Linked DNA regions of Mus musculus: regions 1, 2, 3 and 4 are each linked to region 5. Evidence: chromatin contacts called from public promoter capture Hi-C data. All regions are on one chromosome and are shown on one strand. The core of a region is the stretch at or near the end of the contact, and the rest is flanking DNA. Distances in the headings are between cores, read along the strand shown.

What was found. Promoter capture Hi-C pulls out the DNA fragments that hold promoters and counts their contacts.
Region 1: a contact with region 5 is called in a promoter capture Hi-C map of liver, with 2.1 times the contacts expected there. The contact joins the promoter of Fuz here to the promoter of Gsk3a in region 5. A contact is called at or near these places in 3 of 39 promoter capture datasets (cranial neural crest, frontonasal cranial neural crest and liver).
Region 2: a contact with region 5 is called in a promoter capture Hi-C map of liver, with 2.3 times the contacts expected there. The contact joins the promoter of Scaf1 here to the promoter of Gsk3a in region 5. A contact is called at or near these places in 3 of 39 promoter capture datasets (cranial neural crest, liver and pre-B cells).
Region 3: a contact with region 5 is called in a promoter capture Hi-C map of liver, with 2.1 times the contacts expected there. The contact joins the promoter of Rps11 here to the promoter of Gsk3a in region 5. A contact is called at or near these places in 2 of 39 promoter capture datasets (frontonasal cranial neural crest and liver).
Region 4: a promoter capture Hi-C map of cranial neural crest shows a contact between it and region 5. The contact joins the promoter of Nr1h2 here to the promoter of Gsk3a in region 5. A contact is called at or near these places in 4 of 39 promoter capture datasets (cranial neural crest, liver, pre-B cells and 1 more).

The regions. Positions count from the first base shown.
Region 1 is chr7:44,893,896-44,897,667 of GRCm38.p6, reverse strand. It overlaps Fuz (fuzzy planar cell polarity protein), which reads right to left and starts at 1,589. Exons shown (of 11, transcript NM_027376.3): 1 at 1,306-1,589; 2 at 1,000-1,121; 3 at 669-753; 4 at 339-407; 5 at 44-148. The coding sequence starts at 1,416.
Region 2 is chr7:45,013,941-45,017,815 of GRCm38.p6, reverse strand. It overlaps Scaf1 (SR-related CTD-associated factor 1), which reads left to right and starts at 1,567. Exons shown (of 11, transcript NM_001008422.1): 1 at 1,567-1,736.
Region 3 is chr7:45,121,908-45,126,043 of GRCm38.p6, reverse strand. It overlaps Rps11 (ribosomal protein S11), which reads left to right and starts at 1,655. Exons shown (of 5, transcript NM_013725.4): 1 at 1,655-1,747; 2 at 2,494-2,625; 3 at 2,806-2,881; 4 at 3,086-3,215; 5 at 3,486-3,656. The coding sequence starts at 1,733. The coding sequence ends at 3,609. It overlaps Rpl13a (ribosomal protein L13A), which reads left to right. Exons shown (of 8, transcript NM_009438.5): 8 at 12-481. The coding sequence ends at 98. Snord35b (small nucleolar RNA, C/D box 35B) reads left to right here and starts at 2,933; the gene lies at 2,933-3,019.
Region 4 is chr7:44,552,715-44,556,622 of GRCm38.p6, reverse strand. Nr1h2 (nuclear receptor subfamily 1, group H, member 2) reads left to right here and starts at 2,658. Exons shown (of 10, transcript NM_001285517.1): 1 at 2,658-2,814; 2 at 2,915-3,044; 3 at 3,869-3,908. The coding sequence starts at 3,887.
Region 5 is chr7:25,235,844-25,239,609 of GRCm38.p6, reverse strand. It overlaps Gsk3a (glycogen synthase kinase 3 alpha), which reads left to right and starts at 1,759. Exons shown (of 11, transcript NM_001031667.1): 1 at 1,759-2,232. The coding sequence starts at 1,950.

The DNA.
Region 1 (3,772 bases), core at 340-2,839, about 20 Mb before region 5:
CAGAACCGTGGGGACACAGTTATTTCTATAGCTGCCCCAATACCTGCATGGCAGACCCCTCTGGAGGAATGACACAGTCCACACACTGGGTCAGGTCTCCGATGAGTTCTGAGTTCCCCAGGAAGCTGTCGATGAGACAGTAGCTGGCCTGGTAGAGGAAAAGAGGCATCTAGGACCCACGTAGGCCAGATCAGCCCAGAAAAACCTGAGGCCAGCTCCAGGATTAAACAAGCTCTTCAAGAACCCATGGGCTTTCCCTATGCATAGTGGGAATTGTAGTTCCAGACAAATGGGCACGACTTAGGGATCCTAACGTCACTCACATCCCACAGCCTCACCCTCAATTCTTTCTTCAGTCTTTCTACATTCCGGATATTGGTCAGCTCCTCAAGTCCCACAATGAGAACCTAGAAGAATCACATAGGACAGCGGGGTCCTTAATAGGATCTAGTCAGAGAGGACAGTATTTGAATGGGTGTTGAGAGGAAGGCCAGGTCTGGATCCCTGTGTATGAAGGTGGAGGTCGGGCTCCTGGACTCCTAGGTATGAGGGAAGAGGGCTGAGGTCTGGATGTCTGGGTGTGAGAAAAAAATGCAGGTCTGGACTAAGGAGAAGAGGCTGGGGGTGCAGCTCTCTTGAGTTTTGGAGAAAAAAGGGCCCAGTCTCACCATGGCCCCAAACACCATGTGGAGCATTCTTTCCAGCCTCAGCTCAGAGGTGCCCTCCTCAGATGACAGAACAATGAGAGTGATACTGTGGGGAGGAAAGAAGAGAAGCAAGAATGAAGTAGAGGTCAGGCCTGGGAAACGGAGCCAAGCGCTTCAGCGTCTCTGGGCTATTCCTATGCTGCTGGCTACATTCTGCTGGGAACGCAGGGATCAGAGAGGGTGAGTAGCTTATCAAAGATTCCCACAGCCAAGTCACCACTGGCAGGACTCTGGGGTCACCTAAGCCAGGAACCACTGCCCAGATCTTGTTCCCTTGCTCCCGCCAAGGGACCTGTCATGGAAGTTCTTCCACACTACGGTTGTGTCTTCCGTTCTTGCAGAGTTCAGTTGCACATCCAGATTCTGGCCGAACATGTGGACTCCATTGAGAGAGCCGATGACAGAGAAAGGAAGCTGAAGAGTGGGGAAGCATTGAGACCTCACTGTCCCACTTTGCCGTCTCCCCACATCCCCCCAAAGTTCTTCAGGAAACCAGGCTTATTAGTCCCCTAAAGGCTCCGAGCCTCTACTCCCTGCACGGTATGCCATCCCAGCTTCCCAAACCCCTTATTTAGACGAAGGAGTCGAATGCCCCCACCTGTTGACGGGAGGGGGCGCCGCCGCTGCTACTCCGACAAAACAGGGGAACCCCGCTAGAGGCTGCGAGGCACAGCAGATGCACCGGGCTTCCCGGCCCCTCATCCCCCATCTGGAAGCCCGCACCCGACAAGTCACCCCCCTGGAGACTCTCGGTGTGGATCTAGGAGCATGCGGGTAGTGAAAGCAAGTCGGCCTGCCGTTTGGAGCCGCCAGAGGGCGAGAAGCCGGATGGCTAAATTCCTGCCTTCATCAACTCAGCCCCTCCAACAGGATTCTTTTTCCGCCCCGGCCGGAAGTCATCATGACCCTAACAAAGATGGCGACAAGTATTGCTTGCCAAGCGTTCAAGTTGTTCCTGGACAGCTTCACATCTTTTGTATAACGAGAATGAAGAATCTAGTTTGAAGATGGTGATGGTGCTAAGGTGTTGCCTACAAACCTTCATGTGTGCTGTAATTACGTGCTAATTTTTTTTTTTTAAACAACTGGTTGAGGATGGGGACAGTGCTAAGGCACTGCCTGGCAACTGCAGCGTGGCCTTTCATTCCATAGTGGGAAATACCCTGCCCCAGTCAAAGATGGCCGTATGCTCAGGCGTTGCCTAGCAACTACCATTCACAATAATTTCTGTTTCAAAACTCCGAACCGCTGTGCCACCGTCTCCCTCTCATTTTTTCAGAATGGTTTGATCCAGGCAGTGTTGCCTAGTAACCACCAAATGAGATGGTTGTTTTTGTTATTAGTGAAAGGCAGAAGAGAACCTTTTCCAAAATCATGAAAACCACGTAATTTCTGTAACGAATTAATGCCAATGATGGTGTATCGTGTCGAAAGGTAAAACACGGAAAACTTTGTTCCATGCAACAATAGAAGTTAGCACCGAGGTAGCAAGACAGATTTTCACAGATATGATCACTGTACTATCACTTCCAAAGCTTTCTTCCAAAGGATGGCTAGGAGCCAGGGAGATGGCTCAGCACATCCCAGGGCTTGCCATGAAGACCTGAGAAGCTTGTAACCCCTGGAATCTTCATGGTAGAATAGAGAGCTCACTCCACAAAGCTGGCCTCTGTACACATGCCATGGCACACGCACTGTAAGAATCAAAATTTATTTTCTAGTTTAAAATAGTATGGCTATTAAAATAGTATGGCTACAGCTTCGTGTCTTTATTTTCTACTTTCTGGGTGAGTTGCAGCCTTTAGGCCTGGTTGGCCTGGAACTCAGGGTAGCTGTTTGGCCTGGAATGGCGAATGCCAGCCACTCTCTTTTTCTTTGCTTTCCTTTCTTTCTCTTTTGCTTGTTGTTGTTTAGTGTATTTTTGAGGTGTGGTCTCATGTAGCCCATGCAGACCTGGGACTTGCCATGTGTCCTTGAAATTCCGATTCCTTTTTCAACATCTCAGTCTCCTTTCTTTCTTCCTTTCTTTTTTCTTTCTTTCTTCCTTTCTTTTTTTTTTCTAGATTTATTTATTTATTTTATATATACGAGTACACTGTAGCTGTACAGATGGTTGTGAGCCATCATGTGGTTGCTGGGATTTGAACTCAGGACCTTTGGGAGACCAGTCAATGCTCTTAACAGCTGAGTCATCTCTCCAGTCCAGTCCAGCCCCCATCTCAGCCCTTCTAATGTCTTTTTATACTCTGTTTGTTTGTTTGTTTGTTTGGTTTTTGAGACAGGGTTTCTCTGTGTAGCCCTGTCTGTCCTGGAACTCACTCTGTAGACCAGGCTGGCCTCAAACTCAGAAATCCACCTGCCTCTGCCTCAAAGGCGTGCACCACCACTGCCCGGCTATACTCAATTTTGATAAGTGCAAGGAATTGAACAATTTTTTCCACCGACAAATATTAGATTTCTCCTTCTGTATTTTAAATGATACAATAAAACAAAATAATTTTTTGAGACAAAATCGTGCTGTGTAGCCCAGGCTGGCCTTGGTCCTTATGCTCAGTTCTCCCATGTTGCATTGCTACACCCTGCTGAGTTAGCAGTTTTAGCTGCTTGATTACTGTATGTCTGAGAGCAATTGCTTTGTTTATTAAATTAAATAATTTAAAATAATTTATTTATTTATATTTCATGTGCATTGATGTCTTGCTTTAATGGGTGTCTATATGAGGGTGTTGGATACCCTGGAACTGGAGTTGAACTGCCTTGTGGTTGCTAGGACTTGAATAGCAGTCCGCTGAAAGAACAGCCAGTTCTCTTAGCTGCTATCTCTCTAGATCCTATGAAACAATATTTTAAAGTAACTTTTTTGGATGTTGTTTTTATTCTGGATTTTATTTCCTGTAGTTCCTACAGAATAATTAACAAATGTACTCTGTATATGGAAAAAACAGATTCGTAGAATAATTTTAAAATGTGTGCATGGTTGCACAGTCCCTTAAGGCCAGCCTGGCCTACTCTGATATCTCCTGCCAAATCCACAAATAAACAGATAGATAGACAGATAAATGAAA
Region 2 (3,875 bases), core at 318-2,817, about 20 Mb before region 5:
GAATTCCAAGAGGGGTGGGGATATGCTAATGACCCTGTGTCCACCCTAAGCACAGCCACGAGCTCTCCTCCTGCAGTCCGCCTTTGGGAGGAGCTATGCTAATAAACCCCATCTTTGGGCGAAAAAGTTTTCTTCGGGGCGGGGATATGCAAATTAAATGTTGCGGTAGTTATTATCTAAGGACCACTGTTTCTGGTAGGTGTGGCTTGGGGCTCCTTCTCAGGGCCGTATATAGGGAGATCTTAGGACAGCACAGGTCTCAAAATTAATCTCCGCCTCCTCCCTGGGATTGTCGCCAAGTTCTCTGCCCCAGCTTCGTTCTAGAGGCTGGCGTCTCGGCCTGTCTATGGACTTAGGCTTCCGGTTCCCGCTGTCCCAGCCAAACGGAAGATAGACTGGGAGGGGAGCTGGGGCCCTGGAGGGGGACAGCAGGGTAACTGGGCAGGACGGGCTGTGAGATCACCACATTCCTAATCCATGAGCCAGTTCATCCTAGTCGGGAAGTCCGGGTCTAGAAGGGCCGACAGCCAGGATTTCTGGGCTTTGGAAGGATGCGGTTGATAGCTCAGACACTGGTTCCTACGAGAGTATTGAGTTAGAGACTTAGATTTCTCCGGTCCGACTCCGGTCCAGGGGGTCGGGAGGGGCTCCTTACTACTACTGGGAAAGCTGGGAGTCTGGACTCATGGGGCCAAAGGATGGAGAGTCTGGGGACCCAGAATTCTGAGTTCGAGGGCATGAGTGCTCCGGGAGGGTTGTGGAAGAATTTAGCACTTACATTTATGTAAGATATGGTATTGACGTCCTGAAAGGGAAGAGGATTGAAATTCCAGAGTCCCAAGGAAGAGGGAAATGAGTCTTCACTCATCTGCTCTGAACCAGAAGACTCAGAGTTTGGATTTTCCTGTCCTGAGTAAAGGAGCTCTGGTTTGACTCCTGAGTTCTGAATTTAATGGAGATTATTTTAAGTTAAAGCCTATTCTGGACATCTTAGAATGAACTTATCTCAAAACAAACAAACGAAAAGAGGACTATAGATATAGTTTAGTGATAACATAGAACGTTTGTCTACCATGTATGAGCATTTAAATTCAATCTCTAGTTCCCCCCCCCCAATAAATAATTTTAGAAGCTGGGCATGATAACTGACGAGTCCCAGCACTGGGGAAACAGAAGCAGAAAGACAGCAGCAAGTTCCAAGCCCGTCTGAGATACATAAGACAGCGTCTCAAAAAAATCTTCTTAGGATTTATAGGAGAAAAAAATTAGAAGGGTTTCATATTCAGAAAGGACGACCATGGGCGGGGTAGCGTCCATCTTAATTGAACTACAATTCCCATGGATCTCAACAACGGAGCGCCTTTTTTACATCACTTCCTGATCCGCCGCCTTTTTCCCCGCGCACGCAGGACACTGAGGGGGGTCGTACCGCGCGCTCCAGCAGCCCCGCCCACTTCACCTCTCACCCCGTACACTGTCCCCCGCGTGACGGAGTCTTCACACGGACTACATCTCCCGGCATCCAGCGCGCGCACTCCACCTCCATGTGACGCATTGATTTCTGGGAAACGGAGTCGCCTCCGGTGCTGCCGGCCTTTCGGAAACCCAGCTGGGTACTTGAAATCCCGGCAAGCGCCGCGGCAATTTGGTTCCGCCCTTCCCCAGCTCAAATCGCGAGCCCCGCCCCATTCCGCCCCGCCCCGCGCCGGGACCGGAGCCGCAGCCCGAGCGGCGGGGTAAGATGGCGGCGGCGGTCCGGGCCGCGGGGCTCGGGCCTATCGGGGTGGGCGGGGCGGAGTCGGGTCGCTAGTCGTCTCCGAGTGTCGCCCGTATGCCACGGGGCCTGGAGAGCGTAGCGTGGCACCTTCGGACCCGGCTGCAGCGGCCAAGGCAGTCTCTGAGTAGGGGGCCTTCTTAGGGCCCCGGACGCGCCCGTGGGTGCCAGAGGGCTTTCGTATGGCCTGGACCGCGACTAGGCCGGCCCTCCTTCCCATTGCTGAGCCTGGACACGTCTGCAGGCGCCGTAGATGGTTTTTATGTGCGACCGTAGGCTAGGGTCTGTTGAGAGGCTTTTGGGGCCATCTTGAGATCTTCACTCCCCCAGGAGTTAAGGGGGTCTGCAGAGTCACCTAGTTCACTGGGGTGTATTTGTTAGGGCTGGGAAGTCTCTCCTCATGCTGGCCTCTGCATTCGGCTCATCTACATGGATCTGGGACCATTTATGAGGCCTGGAAGCTCTCTTCAAGGACTAGGAAGTGTTAAGGTCCACCTGGAAGAAAGAGATGTACTCCCACCTAGGGAGAGGGAAGCAAGCTTTGTGATGTGCCCAGAGGCATAAATGAGTCGCTAAGGTCTGGGAAGTGTTTTATGTGGGGGTGACTCGGAGATAGGGGTGGGTGGGGTAGGGTGGGGTAGTTTGAAGGAACTAGAATCGTCCAATGATTGCAAGAATACAGTCTATGTCTTGGAGGAAATTCAAGTGCTTTTGAAGAGTAGATAAATGTGTAGAGAATAATAACAGAAAACGCTGGGAATTTTATCCAGCTCAAATGTACTTGCCTTTCAGAAAGTAATTAAAAAGAAAATGGTTTCAAACAAAAAAGAACCTGTGTTGTCCCCATGCTGAGGAGTTAGAATCATTCCTGAGGGTCTGTAGAGCTGTCTGGGATCATCTAGTGCAGTGCTCTGCAACTTGACCTTGATAGGAAGGGAAAAAATGCATTATTCGATGAGATTAAGTGCATGCCAACATATGTATTTTACTAATATTACTCCAGTCCTGCAAACTCATGGTTCCATTTGAAACTTGGAAAGTATTTTCCATTATGTTTTATGTACTTTGTGTAATGAGCTGTTTGTGAATCACTAAATTGCTCCCAGAGCCCTGTAATTGAGGGATCACCGATCTCACATGGTCTGCAGAGCCTTACAAGGTCTATGGTTTTGGGGATCTCCAAATCTGCAGCCAGGATCTCTTGGTACAATTTCTTTTCTGTGACAGTCAGTGCTTTGGATAAGATGTGTATCAGACTGTGAGAGAGCATCCTCAGAGCTGGGAATTATTGCTATACAGGGTAGGAAAGTCTTGAATGTTAGCTTAGAGAAGCTTGGATATGGTAGGGGGGCCATCAGTAAGGTATGCCTGAGGGAATCAGGAAGAAGCTGAAGGTTTGGAGAGCTGGAGCTGGGGGGGGTTGTGGAGGCCAAGGTATAGTTTCAGAGTAGGACTGAGACCAGGGCTGAGGCCAAAAGGCGAAACCTGGTCGAAGGGCTACTGATAGAATTATTGCTAATGTGTATCCAGCCATTTATATGTGGAAACCAGTGTGAGAGATACTACTATTTTGCCATTTTCAGATAAGCGCTAGTGTGGTTTAGGGAGCCTAGGGCTTTTAGGAATTCCAAGATTAGGTGTTTTCAGAGTAGCAGGTTTGACAGCTGTGGGGAGGTTTACAGCTGTGATGTTCATGTTTTCTGAAGCCTCAATCAAGACATCCACCAGTCTGAAGGATGCTCTTTCAACTACCTGACTGGGCACTCAAAGCTCAGAATTCCCGTGACATCACCGAGGCTTTGGCCATGCTTCCACAGGACAGGCAGCTGGGTGATAGGCAAGTGTCCCAATGGGGCTGGGAGGACAGCATGCCTTTCTGAAACTTGGCATTTTTGTTTTAAAAGCGGTGTGGTGGTTATGTAGATCATACTATCATAGTTGTATCTCGTGGCTGTAAATAAAGCTCTTGGGCTCCTCATCATGGAGGATAATGAATGCTGTGTGAACCTACGGTACCTGTTACAGAGTACCCCTGAGCATGTCGGCACATTCCCCGCTGTGGGGAAGGTGGCTTTCTGAGACTGAAGCACGACGCTCTTAA
Region 3 (4,136 bases), core at 406-2,905, about 20 Mb before region 5:
TCACACCACAGAGGTTACGGAAACAGGCAGAAAAGAATGTGGAGAAGAAAATCTGCAAGTTCACAGAGGTCCTCAAGACCAACGGACTCCTGGTGTGAACCCAATAAAGACTGTTTGCCTCATGCCTGCCTGGCCTGCCCTTCCTCCGCCGCCAACTAGGGAAGTGGGGACCAAAGGTTCCTTAGGCACTGCTCCTGTGGGTAGAGGGGACATTAGAGAGCTGACAGCGCACCACCTGCATGAGTTTTTATTAAAGTGCAAACCATGGGATGAATCAGTTGAGCTTCAGTGTTGAAAATGAGTAGCAGGGCTGCCCCACCCACCTGACCAAGTACCCTATTCTGCAGCTATGAAAATGAGATCTGCACATGAGCTGGGGTTCACAAGTGCACACTTGGAGCACTGCCTTGCTCCTTCCCAGCAGACCACAAAGCAGTATTTTTCTGGAGGATTTTATGTGCTAATAAATTATTTGACTTAAGTGTGTACGATGTGTGCTGTGCAGAGAGGGGCAGAGGGCACCAGCAGGTCATCTGCATGGGGGGCCCCTTTGGGTGAATCCTTGCTCACGGGATAGGCTTTGTTGCTCAAAAGTTGCAGATATACATCTTGGGTCCTGTCCTAGATGGTGTTACTGTAAGTCAGCACCAAGATACAAGAGCTGGTACCTGGACTGTAGGAGGTCAGGCCATGACACAAAGGCTGGGACTAAAGGCATTTACCACGCCTGAGTCTTCTGGTTCTTTAAACATCAAATCCTTCCGGGGGCTGGCGAGATGGCTCAGTGGTTAAGAGCACAGACTGCTCTTACGAAGGATCCGAGTTCAAATCCCAGCAACCAAATGGTGCCTAACAACTATCCATAATGAAATCTGATGCCCTCTTCTGGAGTATCTGAGAACAGCTACAGTGTACTTACATATAATCTTAAAAATGCTTCCCATGTTAACCACCACTAGAGTTTTTATTACAGCTAGCTGACCTGGAAGCCAAGTCCTTATGCCTCCGTGAGTGCTGGGGTTAAAAAGATCCAGCACCACTCAAAATGTCAATCTATTTTGAAAATATGCTTTATACTGTTCTAGCCCATCTGTGCAGGGCTAGAACGGTGAATACGAGAAACTGACACAAGCTTTTGCCACCTGGCTAAATGGTTCCTCTATTACCTGGGGTGGTCACCTAAGGTTAGACACTCATCCACGAGTAGTCAGGACATAAACCCATCAAAGTGTGGGTAGACGCGCAGCCTGAGATACTGTCAACAAAGGACATGCGACCTTGGTGACGTCGGCCTTTAATAAAAGGAAGAAAGGTTGACTATTCGGTCGACGCTGGCTGCTCCTGACATCGTATGGCAGATACTCTGCTGTAAAGCGGTTCACCCCTTTCTTGAGACCCGCTCTGCACGGCCGCTTCTCTCTGGAAACTGAATCCCAGCACGTGTTTCCCAACCCGTACGGCACGCCTTCTCCGCCCTAAGCCTCGCCGTACCACATGATGCACGTTTCCTCCACATCGTGCTCCTGAAATCTCGCGAGATGATAGGATCTTCCCGCCCCTTAGTCCTCCCCCGTCATGGCGGCGTACGGACAGTCCCAGGAACGCGGGCTCTCGCCGGAAGTACCTCCCACCTCCGTGAGGATAACCCCGCGTCACTTCCGCCCCGACCTCGCGTGGTGAATAAGGAAGCCGGGAGCGGCCCTGCCTCTCCCTTTCTCCGGCGGCCGGGAAGATGGCGGACATTCAGGTTCGAGCGTTTAGTTGCTTTCCCCCGACGCTTCGGTGTGGAGCGTATCCCTTGGCGTCCTCGTTGTCTTACGCATTAGCTGAAGCGAGGATGCCTGCGAATGCCTTCGTCTCAGGCGGCTCGGAAATCCGGGCTCTACGCAGTAATGGGGTCCCTGGCGCTTCGGGAGTTGGTTCTTAAAGCTCAGAGCTTAACGGGTGAGGGATTGTGGCGGGAGGAGGGCATCCTGCGGCGCGGGAGTCCTGCGGCGGCAGAGCCGGGGACACTGGGTAAAGCAGGTTTTTTCCCCTTGATGGAGACTGAGGCCCGGACCTCGTGCGCTCTACGGCAGGGCTGCGGTCCCGACCTCGCTGTAGTTTTCAGTGTGAGCGCAGCTCTGGCCTCGATGAGCTTAGGCTTGTCTTAAACTTGCCATCCTGCCTCAACCTCAACCGGGATGACAGATCCGGCCCACCAGGCTCGGCTACGTGGACATAAGCTTGAATCCCGAATGAGTGGATTTGTATGTTTTGGAGGTCCAGTCTGGCTGAAAAGCTCTTTTTGATCTCAGCCGTGAGTTCTGCAGGCTGTGGAGGTGTTAGATGGGACGCAGTGTGTGAGCTAAACTAGACTTGGGGTGGTTGGAGAGCCCTGACCAGCCGGTTTTGGCGATTGGGGCAAATAAGGTTGAAGGTAGGAAGGAAGAAATATTGTCTCTGATTTCCTTGAACTTTACCTGCAACCTCACCAAATTCTCATCCCTACAGACGGAGCGTGCTTACCAAAAGCAGCCTACGATCTTTCAAAACAAGAAGCGGGTTCTGCTGGGAGAAACCGGCAAGGAAAAACTCCCTCGGTACTACAAGAATATCGGTCTAGGCTTCAAGACGCCTAAAGAGGTACAGGACCCTCCAGCAGATGAGATCCCTGCTGCCCTGCACGTGTGGGAGCACAGCCACCCCGCCCCCTTCACAGTGGCTTCCCATGGGCCCCTGGGAATTGTAGTATGGGCCCTGAGGCGTCATCCTTGGTTCTGTTTAGGAAGTGGTAATCTAAACCCCACTTTCTTAACTTTGCAGGCTATTGAGGGTACCTACATAGACAAGAAATGCCCCTTCACTGGTAACGTCTCCATCCGAGGTCGGATCCTGTCTGGTGAGTGGGATGTTGGAAGGGTGGTTCTAGGTTCCTGCGTCCAGGGGCGCTGGCAAGTGATGTCTGTTCTCACGATGGTCTTCAGATGTCCTCTAGGGCACTGCTGAGACAGCCAGTTGACAAAGCTGATGCCATAAATGGAGCTTCTTGGGAGCCCCGTTCAACTGACTCCTACCTGCTAACACCTTTCTGTTACTCTCCCAGGTGTCGTGACGAAGATGAAGATGCAGAGGACCATTGTCATCCGCCGGGACTATCTCCATTACATCCGAAAGTACAATCGCTTTGAGAAGCGTCACAAGAACATGTCTGTGCACCTGTCCCCCTGTTTCAGGTGACTCTGGTAGCTTGGGATAATGACTCTAGACAAGACAGTCACTGGCTAGGCTGGAGGTGTCCCATGGGCAGAGCAGTGTGGGGTCCAGGAGTGTGTAGACTGCTGTGTGAACGTCTGGGAACTAGAAGTTGTAGTTTGTTAGTCTTAGCAACTGCGTAGATGGTGACTGGTTGGGTGGAGCAAGGGTGGCCCCCACCCCTTTGGCCTGTCTGGATGAAGGAATTGCTGGGGAGGCCCCTCCTGAAGACTCCTTGTCTGACCCCACAGGGATGTACAGATCGGAGACATTGTCACAGTTGGAGAGTGCAGGCCCCTGAGCAAGACTGTGCGATTCAATGTGCTCAAGGTCACCAAGGCTGCTGGCACCAAGAAGCAGTTTCAGAAGTTCTAAGGGGACTCTGGCCAATGCCCTAGAACAAATAAAGTTATTTTCCAACGTACAGAACAGGCTTGGAGTCTCATGTGTCCTGGGACAGAGCAAAGATTGCCAGGGCTTTCCTGAGCTGGAGGTATCTGCTGCATTTATGAGCCTCTAAATCTTGGTAACCAAGTAGAACACCCAGGGTCAGCTACCTGGTGCAGGCAGCCCCTGCTCTGCCTGCCTCTCAGGAGGAAGTAAGGGTGGAGCCTCTGACCTTAGTTTAGGTCTGAGCTCTTCAGTGTCCCTGGGAACCACCTGGGTCTCTGGTCTTCCCATACTCACCTTGCAGGTGAAGACACCTAGGAAGGGGCAAGTTCTCCAACTTGAGTATCATGATCTGCTTGAACCCCTGTAGCCACTGCCTCCCCTCTGGCTTATGTCCAGGGACAGGGCCAACAAGGACAGGAACCCTTCAGCAGTGAGATGAGAAGAAGGCCCCAGGTTGTCCAGGATGGATGTTGGAGTGATGGGAACACCCACTTAGGAAGGGACCCAAG
Region 4 (3,908 bases), core at 1,409-3,908, about 19 Mb before region 5:
CATGCCTCTGCTAGAGCACCAGGCAAGTCAGTCAAGTGTTTCAAACAGCCCCACATCCCCACGCCTTGGACTAAAACAAAAACATGTTGTATAATAGTTCTATGTTCTTTTAAAAACCAAGATTCCAGACTTCTCAGTACACTCATTCACGCACACAGGGATAAAAGTGGTTGGGTCATTTGCTTTGAGGAGGTGCTATCCGCCGCCCCCCCCCCCCCCCGGGCTCAGAGGGCCTCGGGAACCAGTCCAACCTCAGATAACCTCAGTGTCCTAGAGGACACTAAGTCATATGTTTAGGTTTGGAGTGGGGAGCAACCCTGCTTCCAGGGCCAGCATCTCAGTGAATTCAAACAGTATGTGACAATTTACTAATATAATGTATATTAAATGTAAACATAAACACACATACATATATAAGTGTATAAATACATGCTTAATGAAAAACAGTGAGCGCATGACAGGTCCCAGTTATGGCAGAGGAGGTTTATTGTAGATATAGGGAAGAGACCATCCGGAGGCATTTGTAAGAGTCCAGACTGAACTGGGCCAACAGAATAAACCGGGCCATGGGGTCAGGGGTGAGAGAGGGAGGATGGGGGAACCAGGACACAAAGAGGACCAAGAGAGCTAAGGGACATGTAGCCAAAACAACTGGATTATGTGGGAATGAGAATCTTGGGGAAAAGGCTGAGGGTAGGGGTAACTATACACTAACAGGTATTGGTGATACTGAGAGGGACTGGCGCCGAGTCCACATATTAATATGCACCTCAGCTATCCGTCCAGGCTTTGGCTTTTGTTTGTTTGTTTTGAGACCTATCACTTATTTCTGAAAAAAAGCATGGGTTAGTGGCTGGGTCTCAGGACCAATTTTGTTGCATGACTGAGGTAACGTAGGCTCCAGCCTCAACTTTGTAAGAATTTGTTAGATTATCATAGCATGGCACTTTTAATCCCAGTACTCATGAGGCAGAGGCAGGAGGATCTATCTCTGACCTGGAAGCCAACCTGGTGTACATAGAGTTCTAGGACAGCTAGAATGGCGAGACCATGCTTTTAAAAGGGGGTGGGGGTTAAACCAGGTAGTGGTGGTATGCACTTCTAATCCTAGCACATGGGAGGCAGAGGCCTTGGCCAACTCTCTTAGGAGATGAAGGCCAGCCTGGTCTACAGAAGCAGTTCTAGGACAGCCATGGCTACACAAAGAAACCCTGCCTTGCAAAACAAACAAATCAACAAGAACAACAGTGGCCGGGCGGTGGTGGCGCACGCCTTTAATCCCAGCACTTGGGAGGCAGAGGCAGGCGGATTTCTGAGTCCGAGGCCAGCCTGGTCTACAAAGTGAGTTCCAGGACAGCCAGGACTATACAGAGAAACGCTGTCTCGAAAAAACCAAACCTAAACAAAACAAAACCAAAACAACAACAACAAAAAACAAAACAAAACAAAACCAAGAACAACAGCAACAAAAGTTAAGTAAAAGCAAGAATTTGTGCTTAATAAAGATTCCCAACTGTCCATAAGTGGGGAGTGCGGAGAAACAATCTCTGAATGTTTTCCATCTGAGATTCACACAAGTATTTCAATCTTTTGTGAAAAAGCTGGTATTATTACTTTTATGGGAGAGGGGTTGAGGCTACTTGTTTATTCACATTTAGCTGATGGCCAGGTCTCACTTCCTAGCTCAATTTGGCTTCCAACTAAAAGCAATCCTCTTGCCTTGCCTGGGTCTGTTTGCTTATTGCAGGCATGGGTCTGCACCCAATTTGCCTTTTTTATATTTACTTCTTCCTATTATGAAGCTGAATGCAAAAATAAATTCTTGTATAAAAAAGTTCCTGGGCTGGAGAGATGGCTCAGCAGTTAAGAGCACCAATTGCTTTTCTGAAGGTCCTGAGTTCAAATCCCAGCAACCACATTGTGGCTCACAACCATCCGTAATGAGATCTGATGCCCTCTTCTGGTGTGTCTAAAGACAGCTACAGTGTACTCACATATACATAAATAAATAAATCTTAAAAAAAAAAAAAAAAGTTCCCGAGGCGGGGACATCAAGAGAGTCCAAAGTGAACAAGATCCAGAATCAGGACATGTGAGGAGGAGGAGAAGGAGAAGGAGAGAGAGGCGAGCCAGGAGAGTAAAGGACCCAGTAACCAAATCGGCTGGATTATAAAGGGAAGGGCAGCCCAAGCCCTGAGCTGGAGAAGTTTAAGGTATGAAAAGCCTTTAAGCTTTTTAGGCTTAAAACCATCCTGTAACCATCTTGCCATCTCCAAATTTAAAATATTTAGAACCAACATACAGGGCTGGAAGAGGAGCTGCTACCGCAATAATGGGGAGGTAAAGGCAACAGGCTCAGAAGTTTAAGGCCACCCTTGAAATAAGAGATCCTGTCTCAAAATCAAGACAAAAATTTTTTTAAAAAGCAGCCATGCAGCACCGCTACAAAAGTAGAGAACTTTAAACTACTCAAAAAGGTTAAAACCTGCTTCGTTAGCCACCTGCGAAAAGAAACGAAAGAACTTTCCGGAACTTTTTTCTGAGTCCCAGAGGGGAACTACCAGAAGAAATAAACTTCCGGTGTGCCACTTCCGGCCGAGGCCTCACAGTCGGTGGCGCCCTGGCAGACCGGAAGTCTGTCACCTTTCCCGGTCCGCCTACTTCCGGAAGTGACGCGCAGCGGGGTTGCCGGAAGAAGTGGCGAAGTTACTTTTGCTTTTCGCTCAGCAAGCGCTGTTGCTTCGAGCTACTCCCAGGCTTCTGAAGTTACTTCCAAAGTGCTGTGGAGGCACAATCACCGGTGCGGACACAGAGGCAAGTGCGCCGGGCGGCCGGGCAGGTGGGACTGAGCCCGGTACGCGGATCGCCGTGGGTCCCGCTTAGCGCGCGCATCCTTCCCTCACTTTCCTCGCAGCTCTCGCCTCCCACGGCCGTTTCCAGGGCAACAGAGTCGGAGACCCCCTGCGACCCCCCTCCCGATCGCCGGTGCAGTCATGAGCCCCGCCTCCCCCTGGTGCACGGAGAGGGGCGGGGCCTGGAACAAGGTGGGCGTGACTCTACGGGGCGGGGCGTAGGGAAAGCCTATGGTTGGTGGGCGGGGGCGGGACACAGATGGGCAGAAGGCCTGCTGTAGATAGTCTGTGATTAAAGGCTTTTGATTCTTGGGGCGGGGCCTAGACCACTGTTGGGGGGGATTGGGAGGGGCAGAGGCATGGAGGGCGTGGCACAGTGAAGACCTATAATTGGCTTTGGGGGAATGAGAGGGGCGGAGCCTAGGAGGAACGGGGCGGAATTTGGGTTTCTGCTCCAGAGTGGGAAGGGGTGGGGCCAGGGACTTGATGGGATGGGTAGGGTCTGGGGTCTGTATTGGGGTGCGTTAAAGCCTTGAAGGAGCCTATGGTAGAAGGGTAATGGTTGCGCCCTGATGGGAGAGGCGGGGCAAAGTTAGGATCTCCCATGATAAGAGCACAGTTGGTGCTCACAGAAGAGGAATAGAGTTGTTGGGCTCTCTGAGGTCATGATTCGTAGAGAGGTGGAAGGAGCAGTGGGCCGGGTTGGGCATGTTAAAGTGTGTGATGTTTATTAGGAACTAGGGCTGGGAGTGGGGGCTCAATATAGAAGTTAAAAACACTGAGGTGTGGCACAGTCTTGTAATGGCAGCACTTGAGAGGCCGAGGCAGGAGTGCGGAAGATCCCAGGACAGCCTAGAGTAGTGTGTTCCAAGATTTTGGAGGTGGTTCAAGCTGTTCAGCCACATAGTTCGGGTAGCCTGAGCTGTATGAGATCATGTCTCAAGAGTCCGTGAGCACTGGAAGAAGAGACACCCCTATTATGCCCTGTAATTGGCTGGCTCCCCTATGTTCAGCAGGCTGCTTCGTGACCCACTATGTCTTCCCCCACAAGTTCTC
Region 5 (3,766 bases), core at 510-3,009:
CTCAATGCCAAGAACGGTCCCCTGGGCAGGTTCCACGAGTTCTGGCGGTTAAATAATGTGTTCTATCCTGCTACATAGCCTAGTGAGATTCTTTGATCCTATACCTAGGGGCTTGACTTCACTTTTCAACTGGGAGCAGCCGTCAGAGGGCGGCAGCCACCATGCGACTGTGTTACTCCAGAAACTCCCTCTACAGTCGAGCGTGAAGCGTCTGCAGGCTTTGCGAAGAGGGCGGAAGTACCCGTGCGTTGCCTTCTGGATAACGTAGTCTTTAGAAGCGCTAGCAGTACCTTCTGTCTCCATTCCGTGTCCACTGAGAATTGCAATAGGGAAATGACTGAGCAGACAGTACTGTAGGCTTCAGAAAAGCCCCAACAATTAGGACGAACACAGGCTGCGAGTAAAGTAGAGCACAGACTCCGTTTCTGAGGCACGAGAGCTGACAGCATTTTGACCTCTGTCTCTGCGCCCCCCCCCCAGCCCCCAGTTTCCTACTTTGGTGCGACTTTTCCCGGGTATTAATTGATTAACAGGAGACTCGACATACTCAAGAAAGCTGAAACTCCTTCGTGTAGTCGGCTCCCTTCATTCAGATTATCTAGAATCCTGTAATCTAGGAAGAGGATAGACGCAAAAAATTGGGGGTTCAGGACAGAAATTCTCTCTTTTTTTAAATCCTGCAGCTCATCTTCTTGGTCCTAACCATATTGCTAGGGAAAAAGGTAGACTATCGGAAAACAAATGTTCTGAGGCATAGTCGGGACTGTTTACTGTACTAAATCCGTTGAGAATGTAAGGAGACGTTATTCTCTTCTCTATATGTGGTTGCTTGGGACTACTTTTTCTAGCACTCACTTATCGGTTTAGGTCTTAGACCTAGGGATCAGAGAAGACATTGTAACACATTATAGTCTCCCTTGGGAACAATTGTCCTTAACCTTTCACCTACACTCTCAGCCACAGTACTCCCTTTGGACTACAGCTCCCACGAAGCCCCAGAGCCTAGCTTCACGAAGAGTCAGAGTCTACTGTGGATTATTCCCAGCATGCTTCTGGTTGCTGGTAGCTCTCATCAGCCTCGTCAATGGTGAGGCAATATTGAACTTCATTTCCCAGAAGACACCAGGCTCATTGAAGCGACGCGCATAACTCTTGGTGTCGACTACATTTCCCGGAAGGAACTGCGACGCTGCTAGCTGGCCTGAGAGAGCGCGATGCCTATTCTACTTCCTATCAGTTCCTTCCAGTTACAGTATCTACTTAAGGTTTGAGGAGCATCTGAGACTTCATTTCCTATAGTGCTTTATCAACCATTCTACACCTGCAATGCGGTGAGGGCGTGGTGATGACTCCATTTCCCAGTGTGCTTCACAGCCAGAGTACTAAGTATTCACGGGTGCGGACTCGATTTCCCAGAATGCACGCGGTGCAGGAAGTCACCGATGGCCCACAGATTGGGTGGGTGGCTGGACTCCATTTCCCGGCGTGCATCATTCTTGGATGCTGCTCAGTATTGGAGTGGCTAAGATTTCGTTTCTGAGATACTCTAAGGGACTTGCTTTTTCCTCTGTGTAGTGAGTGTGTGGCTCTGACTGTGTTTTTCAAAGTGCTTCCAAGTTAGCTTTTGGCAGAGTCGGGTGACATTAGCCAGGACTCTATTTCCCGGTGTGCAGCGCGAGCCGTCACACCCCGCCCCCAGCAGTCAGCTACTCTGAGGGTTTGAGAACTCCATTTCCCAGAGTGCTGTGCGGGTCGAGGGTGGTGACAACGAAGCCGACGGCAGAGGGACTTCATCTCCCGGCGTGCCCCGCGGCGGGCGCTGGGCCGGAGCCGGAGCCCGAACGGCGCGGCCTGGAAGAGGCCGGAGCCCAGGGGAGGCGGCGGCAGAGGCAGCGGCGGGGGCAGCCCAGGCAGCCCGAGCCCCGCGGCCTGGGCCTGCGCTCGGCGCCATGAGCGGCGGCGGGCCTTCGGGAGGCGGCCCTGGGGGCTCGGGCCGGGCGCGGACCAGCTCGTTCGCGGAGCCAGGAGGCGGAGGCGGAGGTGGTGGCGGCGGCCCCGGGGGCTCGGCCTCTGGCCCAGGAGGCACTGGCGGCGGGAAAGCGTCAGTCGGGGCTATGGGTGGGGGCGTGGGAGCCTCGAGCTCCGGGGGTGGCCCCAGCGGCAGCGGCGGAGGAGGCAGCGGTGGCCCCGGCGCGGGCACTAGCTTCCCGCCGCCGGGAGTGAAGCTGGGCCGTGAGTACTTAGGGGCGCCCTGTGGGGTGGTGATCTGGGTTTCCCAAGCGCATCAAACGGCAACCAGATTCTTTCATGTACCCAGAGAGAAGCTCGAGGTCACCGTGCTGCTTTAAGCCAGGATCGGAGCTTTCTGTCTCCGAGATAAAGGAGTTTGAGGGTTTACCATCACTTGGAGTTTAGATTCAGAATTACCAACACCCAAGAAACAGAGGTCACAGGTCCTATTCTTCCAGTTATCAAGGTCTCGAGTACTTGACGACGTTGCCATCCACAGGAGACTAGGATCAGAGGTCATAGTTACTTGCCAATTTGATCTAGGATTGTTGTCCCCTAAGAGACAAGAATATGATTTCTGTCACTATCCTGTATGAAAAGGGGGCTATTCGTTTCCTTCCCATCAAAATTGGTGATTTGGATAGGATATCCTTTAGAAACACCGATTCAGAATTATTAATGTTTCCACAGAAAAGGGCCAGGTTTAAACCATACGGCCTGACATTATCACCTAACCCACTGAAAACGTTTAGACTTGTAGTCAGTCCTCGATGATGGCAGTAAATAATCACTATTGTTTATAGATAAGAATAGCTTGGGAATAAACACAGGCTTCTAAGAAAGCTCATTGTCAGTTTTCTTTTAAAACAAGGTGAGGGAGCAGGGTTCTTTAGCAAAAATGGAGTGGGGGGGCACAGGTCACACCTCTTATAAAATATGGTTTTGAAGTGGCTGGTACTGGCTCTGAAAAAATAAATAGCCATGTGGTAGTATTTTTCAAAATATCCCTCACTGTCCCCCTTGCAAATTGCCTTTGTTGGTAAGTTTCCTAAAGGGAGTGGGTCCCTAAGAGTGGCAACTAGGCTTGCTGCTACTCAGAGACAGGGAATTGGAAACCAAAGCTTTCCTTCAAAGGCATCAGGCTGGGATATGCCTTCAGCAGTTGTGGAGTTGAGCAGCTCCATTCTCAGGCTAGGTACTACTCTGGAGCACACAGAGGCCAGACCAGTGCCCATAACAATGTAGAGTAGTTGGTAAGAGTAACAGACCCCCAACCCTCCAGTCCTTATCCCCAAGTGAGGGCCAGGGCAATGGCTCTTCAGACCAGCTTGTTTCTGTTACTTAGGACCTCTGCCAGGAAGGATTTAGAAGTCAGTGCTCTGGCTGTGAGGATTGACAGTGTTTTTTTTTGAGGAAGGAACACCCCCGTAGTTTCTGCTCCTTTGTGTGGAAGGTGGTACCTTGTACCTGCCCTGCAAAAGGGAAGAAAGGCTGGGTAGCCTGGTGTGGCTGGATTCTACACCTGAGGTGTTGGTGGCCCCCACCAAGTGATTTCACTGCTACTTGCTAGAAGTAGAAATTTGTAGGTGCTTTATCCACCAGTGGAAAGTAAGCTTGAATGTTGGTGTACTGCTATATGGAAGACAGAATTCAAGGTTTCCTGGAGGAAGCGCTAGGACATAACTTCTCCCCATTCTTAGGCATTGAACCCAAGGTATTGGCCTTATGTGTGCCAGACAGTTATTCTACCACAGAA